2 separate regions of the Sus scrofa genome follow, and region 1 is linked to region 2. A link is a contact called in public Hi-C data. All regions are on one chromosome and are shown on one strand. Each heading gives the region's core, a stretch centred on a gene start, on an enhancer-like site or on the middle of the called end of the contact. The rest is flanking DNA. Distances are from core to core; before and after follow the strand shown. Region 1 has its middle 7.2 kb from the start of TRNAK-UUU. Region 2 overlaps LOC102165006 (a long non-coding RNA gene).

What was found. A called contact is a pair of places that touch in the nucleus more often than the background predicts.
Region 1: a contact with region 2 is called in a Hi-C map of omental adipose tissue, with 2.8 times the contacts expected there. The contact joins two enhancer-like sites. A contact is called at or near these places in 1 of 5 promoter capture datasets (liver), 21 of 47 Hi-C or Micro-C datasets (alveolar macrophages, brain, embryonic fibroblasts and 11 more) and 1 of 2 datasets of contacts at active chromatin or transcription factors (skeletal muscle).

The regions. Positions count from the first base shown.
Region 1 is chr18:47,046,134-47,051,730 of Sscrofa11.1, forward strand. No RefSeq gene overlaps it. Among named protein-coding and RNA genes, the nearest start is that of TRNAK-UUU, 7.2 kb to the right of the region's middle. Within about 2 kb of position 1,913, at least 5 of the 83 cell types and tissues checked have an H3K27ac peak or open chromatin away from gene starts, as enhancers often do. A contact at or near this core is called in omental adipose tissue, where this site is marked.
Region 2 is chr18:46,781,324-46,787,208 of Sscrofa11.1, forward strand. The region is part of intron 2 of LOC102165006 (a long non-coding RNA gene); the gene reads right to left. Among named protein-coding and RNA genes, the nearest start is that of TRNAK-UUU, 270 kb to the right of the region's middle. Within about 2 kb of position 4,193, at least 4 of the 83 cell types and tissues checked have an H3K27ac peak or open chromatin away from gene starts, as enhancers often do. A contact at or near this core is called in omental adipose tissue, where this site is marked.

The sequences.
Region 1 (5,597 bases), core at 663-3,162, 260 kb after region 2:
ACAGGCAAGAGAGTCCTTACCCCTGGCTGTTAGGTGTTTTACGTCAGATCCTTTCGGAAGTGATAACGGTACATCAATTTTCAGGAAAACATGACTGCTGGTGTAGCATATGCCCTGAGCGGAATATTTCCCTTCCTACTACTTCCCCCACTCACGAAAGGGAAAACCGCACGATGCCGTCGTCGAGCAGCTCATGCCCGTCCTGTTCTCCAGGTCCTGTCTGAAGGCTAATCATGAGTATGTTGGCCAGGCATCAGTCCGTGGGCAAAGCTGCCAGGTCCTTTACAGTGTAACGAGTCTTCTCCCTGTCGGGACCTGGTCCGGCCCAGCTAGTGAGACAGAGCAGGCCAGGTGGGGCCGAGAGGGACTGGGCCAATCTGACCAGACATGAAGAACAGTGCTTCAAACAAGCAAGGGGTCACCACTGGAAACAGGACCCAGAACTATGTCCACTCTAGAAGACGGAAGTTAGATCCTACAGTGATAAAGCCAAAGGGGATTTCGAGCCGCCATTTACTCCACGAGTGTTAAGAAATATTGATGAGCATTGTGTTCTGTGATAGAAGCCCCACGTGAGGTCAGAGGTAGAGGCCAAAGGTACAGGTTTAAACGACACCCAAGGAAACAAAGAAGAGAAAGCAGCATCACAAGTTCCTTAAGAAACAAACCCACACTCTAAGGCGGTGGTAGGACAGTACTGATCCCTAGAGCAGTGGCATCCTTGATGTGTAATATAGAGACCACGTGGTAGACAGTTTTTGGTGCTGGGTGCCCAGAATCACTTCCCATATGCTTTCTGTAATGGAAGCTACCCTTTCCTGCAGAAAGCCCATTCCCTGTGGTTCGGGCAGAGCTAACCTCATCCATCCCTGGCTCTGGGGTGGGCACGTGACTCTGACCGAACTTCACTTTCCCTCCTGGTGTGCGGGGGTCCCCAACATGGTTGATGGTAAGTCTTGGGCATCTGTGAGCCATGCTGCTCACCTGGCTGAAGAATGAACACGTACAAGAGTGAAAAGCAGAGACGGGCAACAATATCACCTGATCCCTAAAGCAAGAGACACGCCAGAGTTCCCTTTAAAGGAAGTCTGAATCAGGTGTCTGCGTCTGCAGCTGAAGGAGTCCTCCCTCTTAGAGGCCAGTGTGCATCATCCCAAGCACAGAAAGCACGTGGAAGATGCTTGGGGCTGGGTTTGCAGCGTGGGCCCGACACCACGTCTACTGGGGATTCCGCACAATTCTCTATGTGGCCACCGCATTTTTACATTGAGCTTTTTTCTTTTCCACAACAGAAGATAAGTCTATGTTTCCAGTTATCTGCTGTTATCTTTTCTGCTCCTCTTGGTTCGTATCTTTTCACACCCACACTCAACCTTCTGGCTGAGGCGAAGGGGGGTTGGGGCTGGTCCTGGAACAGCACTGGACCAACCACGTGAAGACCCCTCGCCACAAGATGCTGGAAGCCATGCTCTGGACACCCAGGGAAGACCACCAGACCGGAACTCCTCGTCACCTAAGAGGGCAGCATAGGCCTCACCTCCCTTGGGTTTAGCTCCCCCTAAACCTAAAGCAGAGATGGAGCTCTGCTTCATCCCGGACCCTGCGGGTCCCATGATGGCCCTGAACAGTGAGTGTGAAGACGTTCCCTGTCAAGAGAACAAGGGCAAAGGAAAACAAGCGGAAAGAAGGGTAGTTGTTCAGAGGTAAAGAGCAAGGGAGAGGAGGAAATGTTTGATCTCGTACATGGATACAGCCTTTGCGTTCTCCAAATAATCACTTTTGGTTTACATTTTTTCTCAAAGGGCTTTAGGACTTGAAGGTTAGTAAGAATGGGCAATAAAATTAGGTAGGAACAACAAACGAGGCTATAAGGGGACGGAGCCAAGTAAGCCAAAGCCTTAGCACTCACACTTAGCTGCAAAAAAACAGACCTCACAAGTTCTGTCAACCCTTCTCTACCTAAGAGAACGTCTCCCCTAACACCCATTAACTGAGAGAGGGCATCTCAAAGACTGAGGCAAAGCCTTTGATTTTCAGATAAGAGATCTCATCGGCTTCCAGAGGAAATTCTACATGTCCCAATAGTTCTTCCTGACTGGAACTTCTCCTCAGTCTGTATTCCAGAAAAGTTTGAATCATGTTTCTGCCAGGTACAAATTAACAGCCCTGACAAAGACCATGTCAGAGATTTCATTTTAACACACTATTAAGCCAAGAATGCGGTGGCCAAACTGGAGAGGATGGCTGGTCCTCTCCCAGCTTTCCACCACTGCAAAGACAAAAACTGATAGTAAATCATTCTTTATCATCAGTTCAGTTTTTTAAGAACAAGAACTCATTTTAGCAGGGCTTTCTTTTTTTTCTTCATAACATTTAGCTTCATAACATTGACGTACAACTTACAAAATAGAGGGAGAAAATGGAAACCACACCTGGAAATAATCATTTCCCAGTCTCTGTAATGAATTATAATGTTAAAGGGGCAGTCAATTAAATCAGTGTGATAGTGTTTCATAAAAAGTTACGTAAATCTTAAATGGAGGTAATGCGTTTATCATTATACGTAGGGATGAGGAGGTGGTGGGACCCAAAACCCTGCTACACAAACAGTAGTTTTGCTTCATTTCTTCTTGTGTCACCAAATCTAAGAGACAATTTGAATAAAACTGCTACCTTGCATACTCGCATAAATTGAGTTTTACTGCTAACTGGGTCATACTGAAAAGCATGAGATTAATGGAGCCAAACTTCCACAATGATTCGATCAATTTGATATCCCTTTATTTTCTAATTTTTTTGGAAGAGCAAAGTGGCATTTTCCTCAGTCTTTACTCAACCAGTTGATAGTGGAAAGTTCTTATTATTCCTTTTAAACTCGCAAATGGGATTTTTTATCCCAAAGGCTCAATCACCATTTCAAAGAGAAGATTTTTATTTTTAAGCGCTTCTGTTTTTAATTGGCTACTTAGGAAGTCTATTTTGGAAAACGTACATTCTCATTGGAGTTAACTCAATCTATGTGGTTCAAAAAGGGCAAATTCTACCAGAAGGAAACGAGCGTGAACATCAGAAGGCAGTTATCTGGGATAATAATACTTAACAACTTGAGGAGGGGGAGGAAGTAGTCCTTTAATATCTCAGTTCAGACTTCCTTTTGTTATCACTATGCTAGTCGTAGTATGTTCAGAAGCAATCAGACGCAAGCGACAATTGCTTTTTAAGCACCACGGAACCAGCTGCAGTAATTTGGTTGCTTCCAACCATTCTCCAAATAAAAATATTCCTTTAACACAAAGGCTCAGAATTTATGAAAATTTTTTTGAAACTGACATTTCCATGTGCTCTATTTCCTTGCACTAAAAATGTAAGAAAAGCAAAAAACTGCAAAGGAGCTGGAAGAAATAAGCAGCATTTTCCAACCTTTTGAAATGCCTAGCACAGTAATGCACCTATAATGCTTAGGCAATAATCCTTCAGTCTAAAGAAAGACCAACAGAAAAGGGAGCTCTGCATAAAACCTTGGGTGATTCTACATTTTAAATAATAAGGTGAGATGTCAAAGCATTTTGTTTTAAGTGGTATCTGTTTAACATCACGTGAAAATCTGAGTTTGAACAAAGCCGACTTTCTTTTTCTTTAATCCACCCAGGCACTGTGCCCAGAGACAGGGCTCTAGCTATTGAGGGACATGAAGGGCCGCAGAGAGTGAATGATCTGGTCAACACTGAATCCTCTGCTCCAGGAGGATGGCGTTTGCCCTGCAGCCCTCCCACCTCGTAGCTCTTTCCTGTAAGTCTAGTCTGCCCCCACGTGGCGGAAGGGAGAGGCTGCTCTCACTTCCCAGGACGCCTTCCTCGCCTTCCAGGTCAGCGGGAGGTACGGGGAGCAATCGGTGCCCTTCACCGCCATCCTACCTCGAGCCGCTTTTTACTGCTTCTCCCCACTCTGTCCTCCATCCCTCTTTTCTTCTTTGTCTCCTTCCTTTGGCCTTCTTTTTCTTCCCTTCTTCTTCCCTCCTCTTGCTCCCAGAGCTGTCTGCAGTATTATTATTTAGCAGCCAAGCCATGAGGGACAAAACCAGTGCAGACCCTCCGTGCAGGGAGAGGATCTGAACTCTGATTTAAGGAATTCAGACAATACGGTTTCAATAAGTTACTAAAGAATGACCACCTTAAGGGCAACACTGTGACATCGAAAGCCTAGCAGATACAGAACAGGAAATCAAGAGATGTGGATTTTGCTGGCCTTGGCTCTGTCCCTGGAACACAATACGGATGTAATACATTTGTATGAAAAACTAAGAAATCTGGACAAAAGCACAACTTCACAGAGAATAGGAGGCAGAAAGATAAAGCAGGTTCCTCTGCTCTCAGCAAAGAGAAGCAGAAAGGTACCTATCAGACCACCCCAAACACAATCTAAGTAATCAAAACAACGTTATTCACCCAAAGGCAGCCTCAACATAAAGCTCCTTGCTCCCCTTAGGGGCCGGTTCCAACAAGCCTGCCATCCCTAGGGCCATCCTGAGCAACAAATCCAGCCTGGGTATCATTTTTATCATATCACCTCCCTACACAGAAATCGTCAAAGTAGTATTTCTTCAAATATACCTTCAAAAGCATGAATCTTCAAAGGTATTTTGCCTTCAAAGTCTGAATACCTTCTGCATTCAAGATCTCTCTCTCTCTCACACACACACACCCTCAAATTCCCTACTCTAGCTTCACGTCTCTCATGGGTTTCCTCCCACATTCATCTTTTTCTCACCTTCATGCTTTTTCATCTGTTATTTCCCAACCCAGACTGGCTCTTTTGCAGAGCTTATGTCAGAAGTCCATTTTTATTTTGCAAAACTGAAACTGCATTAGTGCACAGAGCAGGACATGCCACCAAGGGAGATGTTAAGCAGAGGGCACTTTCATACCCACATGAAAGCCTCATCTTGAGATAAAATGCATATATTTTAATACAACTGTAATTTACAGAGCTATTAATCTTTCCAAGGCAGGAGGTGGGGTGGAGGTGGGCGGGTGAAATGTTCATAAGCTAACAAGGAAGAACTCAAGTGGCTTACACTGCTGCCAGAATCCTGAGATGGAGTTACGGCCTCGTAACTCAAAGTGGCCGGCTCTTTCCATTCTCTAAGGGAGGTACTGGAGGACTGGGTCCCCCCGCGCTTTCCCTGTTTACTCTCTAGCTTCCCCTCCCTTCCGGTCACAACGAGAAGCCCCTCACTACTTCATCATCTGCCTCAGAGGCAGAAAGGGTGATGATTTATTTAAGCTGCATCTTTGTGGAGGAAATGCAGAAGGAGGTCCCCATAACCCTTCCAATCCAAGGACTCGGCACAGGATTGTGGTGGCAAAACCTCTTTCACAGCCGCAGACAGAAACATAATAAAGTGCCCATCTATCTCCTCCAAATCTGGCCAGCATGGCTCACTCCCAGGAGCGATAATAACTAAGACCTGGTGCACAGAACACTCAGAGGTGAGGAAAGACCTAAATGCCACTCAAGTATTACATGAAATGCCCACGGTTCATCTTTTGGATGGTTCTCTAAATGCGGGCCATCTGCCCCCTGCACCAGAATCACCA
Region 2 (5,885 bases), core at 2,943-5,442:
CGATCTGAATGGAATGCTGCCTTCTCTTCTGTGTCTACAACATTAAATTTCTGTTTACGACAATTTCTGTTTACGACATTACAGGAACCAACGAAACTACAACGGCCCAGGCCCATACAGACTGAATTTTTTGAAGTGCAAGCAACAGAAAAAAAGTATGGCCTTTTGTATGCCTAGGGAACAATTCAAGGTCTTAGTCTGAAGTTCTCACTCTGCCACTCTCAGTGCTTAACTCTGAAAAAAAAATTCACCTGTCACTTTAAAATTTCAGCAGATCACAATAGCTTGCTTGCACAAGACTGTAACGGATTGGATCAGAAGATAAAGGAGGAAAGGGCGAGTGGAGATAAGGGACTAGCAATAAATCCTCAAACTGTGTAAGGAGAGAGTACTGTTAACAGAGTTCATTTGAGGATCTGAGACAACGCAACTCATAGGTTTTCGCTCTCATCTTTATTAGACGATAAAATAGCACCCACCAACTACAGCCAGAAATAACACAAAGGTGTGTCATGCAGAACCACACATACACATTCAGTGTAAGAAAAGAAATAGTAAATTACTTATTATTGAGTAGTATGCCATCTCCCCTCCCCCACGTCCATAAATAAAAAGCAACCGTCCAGGTTTTACCCCCTGACCTTTTTCCACATCAGCTAAGCCCCGTTTTGCTTTTCAGCCTGTTCCTTTGTTACATAATCACACTCTTAGTCCATCCTTTCATTTCCTTCCAAGTGCTTTCCATCACTGCCCCCGTGTCTGAAGCTCATTCCACCTACTGGCGTGCGGGTGCTGAAGCATTTACTGTCCTCAGCCCAGCACAGTCTTTGCTTGCAAATGCTTTAGATTCTTTTCGTTGGGAGATAAACCAAGAAATCTGCAAGTTCATACTTAATCTGTCATAGCCCTGTCACCCAATTCAATCCTCTCCAAACAAAATCCTTTGGTGAGAGGAAGACAATACCCTCGTTTCATAAATAATTTTTCCACCAACCTTAATCTGCTGTCTATGAATATTAATGAGTCTCATCGATTCATGTCTCCATTTTATGTCCGATATTAGACACCTTCCCAGAAAGCTAGCTGTCAAGGTTGCAAAGGAATCTATTTCACTTTCACATTAAATTAGCAAAATAAAAAAGGGTGGCTTCTTTGGCTTATAGATTTCAAAAAATACCCCTTTAGCCCTAGACTCTGATTTCTTTTACGTTGTTCCCAAATTACAGGGCAGTCCTTGCAGGACAGAGAGGTAGGTCATGTCTTTTTTGTCTGTTCTGGGCAAAAAGTTGACTGGTAATTGGTGACATAGTACGAAAATTTTCCAGAGACCCATTAAATGCGTTTGCTTTACCAATCTCCAATTCTTTGACTGCCTTCCCCCCCCCACCCATGATTTTTGTCGACTGTAGGTCTAAATTCCTATGAGATTCTGCTTCTTTTGGCTATTTTTACTTTGAAATTTTCTCCAGGCAGACCACAGATGAAGAGGGATAGGCTGCCACTGGCCTATGAGAAATCCTGGTGAAAATTAAGAGTGTTCCTCTGACACACTAATTAGAAAGCAGCATATGCCCTTCGGGTGGACATTAGACACAGGAGCCCCTCTGGGTGAACACTGTCTCCGTGCCAGTATCCAGGGTCTGGCAAGGGGAGGGTAGGCTGCCTTTTGTCATCTGCTCCCTCTCTGCTGGGCAATTCGGTTGTTTCTCTCTTGAATCTTTCACACACCTCCCTTAGCTGGTTTTTCAGACCCAGAGTTTTTGGGGACACCAGGGATTGGTGATCTTCCTCGAATGCAATTTACTTTTTTTCTTCTTTATTCTTTTTTACAGTATTAATGTTAAACTCCTTATTTATATGCCAGGTTTTACTGAAGTACCCTTAATTCATCTTTCCATCTCTGAGCAATTTGACTAGGAATTCAAATGACATCCTTGGGTTTTTTGATGATGTTGTTGGTTGATTTTTTAATACATGCTTTCATATATTCAAAGACTTGTTTGCTGATGGTATTATTTGTTGCTTAAACGACAAACATATGGCCAGCTGCCAGAGGAGCAGTGTTATTCAGGCGGGTCCAGGAAATCTGCTCTAGGTCTGACTATACCCTTCCTTCCTTACCACTCATGCCTGAAATGCTACCTTAAAGCCACATCCTTTTAGACTAAGTACAGCCCTGTTGCGATGTACTACAGTTGAAAAGAACTAGGTAGACCATGTCGGTCATTGACACTTTAGTGAGAATTAGTTTATCAAATCCTATCCCAAAGGCAGCTATGTAAGAGAAGAAAGATGGATTTGGGTATATAATGTAAAAACCCCCTAGTTAGAAGCTCTGGCTAGGCTAGCAGTATACACCTTGGTCATTTTGAGAGATCCCTCAGAGAACAAGGGACATGGAAGTCATGTCCCTGCCTTTGCCATGTCTTTGTCTAACGTAATCCCAGGGTAAATTAAGAGATTTAATTTGGTATCAACTGTTCAACAGTACTGATGGTTCCCAATGTGACTAAGGGTGGGACTCTTATTAACTTGTTGGAACAGCTGAGAACTCAGGTTCCTTCCTTTGGCTTATAGCAATCACTCCCTGTTTTGACCTTGACCTTTGGTGCGTGTATTGAACTTCTTGAAAGCCCCTGGCTGGTGATATTGGCAGAGTAGGACACACATTTAAGGAATTCACTTCTTACATGAACATGACCATCTGTAGAAAGACTTACGGGAGACAGGTCCTAGGTGCAAAAGGAATATTGAAGAAATAAGGACTTTTTAAGATCATTGATCAAGTCCTGGACCTCTCAAAGTGGGCTGCATACCACATCGGAAGGTATAAAGCCGTAAGTTATGTACAAACTAAACATGGTACATTTTCTTAACTGTCAATTTTACTAGATAATAAAAAAATTTTAACGTTAGTTTTAAATTAAAACAAGCTTGACTGTATTAGGGAATGGCATACAGCAGCCACAGGAATGTGAACAAGCACAGAGGAAAGTGAATACATGATCACACAAAACAGATCTGAGATCTTAGAGATACTCTAGGTCTGCATTTTCAGAAATGATTATGTATAGAAACCGGCAGAACTTCTAATGAAACTTCAAATGAAACTTCAAAACAATTCTGCTGCTTTGTCCCTTTCCAAATGGATTCTAGAACACTGCTATTTCTCGAAAGTCCCTCAGGTGATTTGAAGGGGATATGAAGGTGCAGCCGTTGTTCTATCTATGACGTAATTCTCTACAGGACCAGCTACATAACCCGTGGGGCCCAGGCAAAATGGAAATGCAGAGGCCTTGTTATAAATTATTTAGAATTTTAAAATAGCAACAGCAGAGGGTTAAACCAAGCACAGCGCCCTTCTGAGTGCGCCACCCAGGGCTCATGCCCACGAGGTCGACCCTGCCCCTTAAGAGCCTGAAGGGTGTATGCAGCGCTACAGCCATCCTCGCAGAGCCTCTCCCCCAGGAAGAGGGAGGAACCACGCCTTCTTCCCCATGTCCTAGTTTATGGGACCAGGTTATAAGCATACACACACACACACACACACACCTGGACAGGTAGTTCAGAGATGCCCCCTGGGAGAAGTGTCAGCAGAGATTAAATGAAGGTTTTTTCCTAGTGTAAAAGCATGTTTGCTTCAAGTTGAGATGAAACTGTCACCTTTTGACTCTAACCTACATTAGCTGGATTTTCAATTCTAGTTTATGCTTTTCCCCCAAATCACACCCTCCTCCCCATTCCTACATAATTTCTCATACTTGTAAATCCAGAATTGTAGACTCAGATTACTGAGAAGCATTTTGTGATTTTTCTATCACAACTGAGTTAGCTCAGGTCTCTCGCTGAAATGACTATGTCTGCTGTGTTGGGGGGTGGTGAGAACTAGGGTGGACACACACACACACAGAGTAATATCTCACACACACACACACACACACACACACAGACACACACACACACACACACACACACAGAGTAGTATCCGAGAAGGGGAGCCCAGCAGAGCCTAGAAGGACTCCAGAAGCTGAGAAGCAACGTCGTGGTGGGGAGGTGAGGGGGCTGTCCTCTGCTGGAGGGGGAGTGCACACTCCCTGCCTGGACAGAGACCTCCGTGAGGGGCAGGAGCAGACAGACGTGTGTGGTCCTGAGGGGAACGCAGGGAGGGAGGACCAGGGAGGGAGGACCAGGGAGCTCTGCCGGAGGAACGGACAGTGCATTTGTTCTCCTGATATTCAGCAGCCGGGCGAGGGACACGGACTTAATGAACCAAGGGGAGGGCGGGGTACACCAGGGAGTTCAGAGTAAGTGAATAAAATTCTCAGTAGATCGCCTCTGGGATTAATATGCAAGCTTTCCTCTCTCCTAGGGCTTCTTTTTGGCGAGGCTGCTATGGAATACTTGGGGCCAAAGACGGAGCAGAGCCCCAGAGAAAAGGCAATGGTTCATGTCCCCAGGAATTTGCATCAGACCCAGCAGACACGGCCTACAGGGTCATAGAGGCGGTCTCCAAACCCTGGAAATCACTGGCCAGCCAGTCCTGATGGCAAGGCCGTCAGCCCAGGCGGGTCTGCGGAGAGACCAGGTGTGGTCCTTTTATGAGGACCGTCACTTCCCTGATCAGCCTTCTTCATGCCCGACCCTTGGCTGTGTCTGACTTCTACAGGCTCACCCCTAATGTCTAAAGACTGTCTTTCCATCCAGAACTTTATGAAAATGGCCAAGCGTTCACTGAGACTTTAGAAAAGCCATAGGATGGAAGACACCATAAGCGGTTGGCTAAATACGTAACTGTAGGCCATGCGCATGTACAGCTAGGTGATGACACAAAACAAGCCACAAATCCTGCAGGAGGGTTCTGGCTACAGTGGCCAGAATGGACTTTCAGCTCAGGGAAGGGTGGGTTCTGCTCCCACATCTGCGTAGCTGGAGGCAAAGAACTTAACCTCTCTTAGACTTTCTCCAAGAGTTTTCTTGTTTTCCCCAATAAAACAGAAGTTGTATTGACTATGTGTTTTATAAACTTGTCTTAAGGATTAAATGAGATGGGGTAGGTAAAGGTCTTAGCATAGAACCCAACAGGTATTCAGTATGCATATACCTATATGCTATGCAGTAGGCATATAGCAAGTATTCATAACAACTATTATTAGCCAAGAATCTTTTCCTTTCTGTTGCTCCCACTTTGAGAATTAACGGAAACCTTCTCCAGGAGTGACTTAAAAAGGAGATGTTTCTAATCAGGTTCTGTTCCAAACTTTTAAGATGTTCTTGTCCTAATTTTGTGTTCTTGGCTGGTTTTCTACGCCCCACAGGTCTCCATCCACAAAAAGCTGAACAGGCTGGGTCAGAACCAAGGCCAATATGTTCATTGAAAAGACAGATTTCTCAGCCTCTGTCTCCTGCCGTTTTCAAACATCACACTGGGAGCTTGAATTGAGACCGGAATCCTGATTCGCTCCCTGATCAATTTGGACAATGCTGGACAATGCAGCGGTCCCTTCTATTTCTTCCAATGTGTGTCCAGCGAAGTGACCTCAGAATTATGTCTCTCTGAGCCACCTTCTAGCAGCTAGAGAGAGAACTCACACAGATCAGAACTTCTCAGGGGGCACATGCCCCTCAAAAATGCATCTTTGATTGGCACAACATTGTAAATCAACTACAGTTTTAAAAAGCGTGGGGGAGGGATGCATCTTTGAGCATCCTGTTGCAAAATAAGTAAGGACAATGAAGTATGATTTTTTTTTTTCAACAAAGCTTTTCATTGAAAGGATTGTCCTCTATGCTGAGATTACAGTTTGCTTATCTTAGGGTATAATAATGTGCATTTTGTGTGTGTCAAGTGCATGCCTGGACTTGACAAAATAAAAAGTAGGCAAACA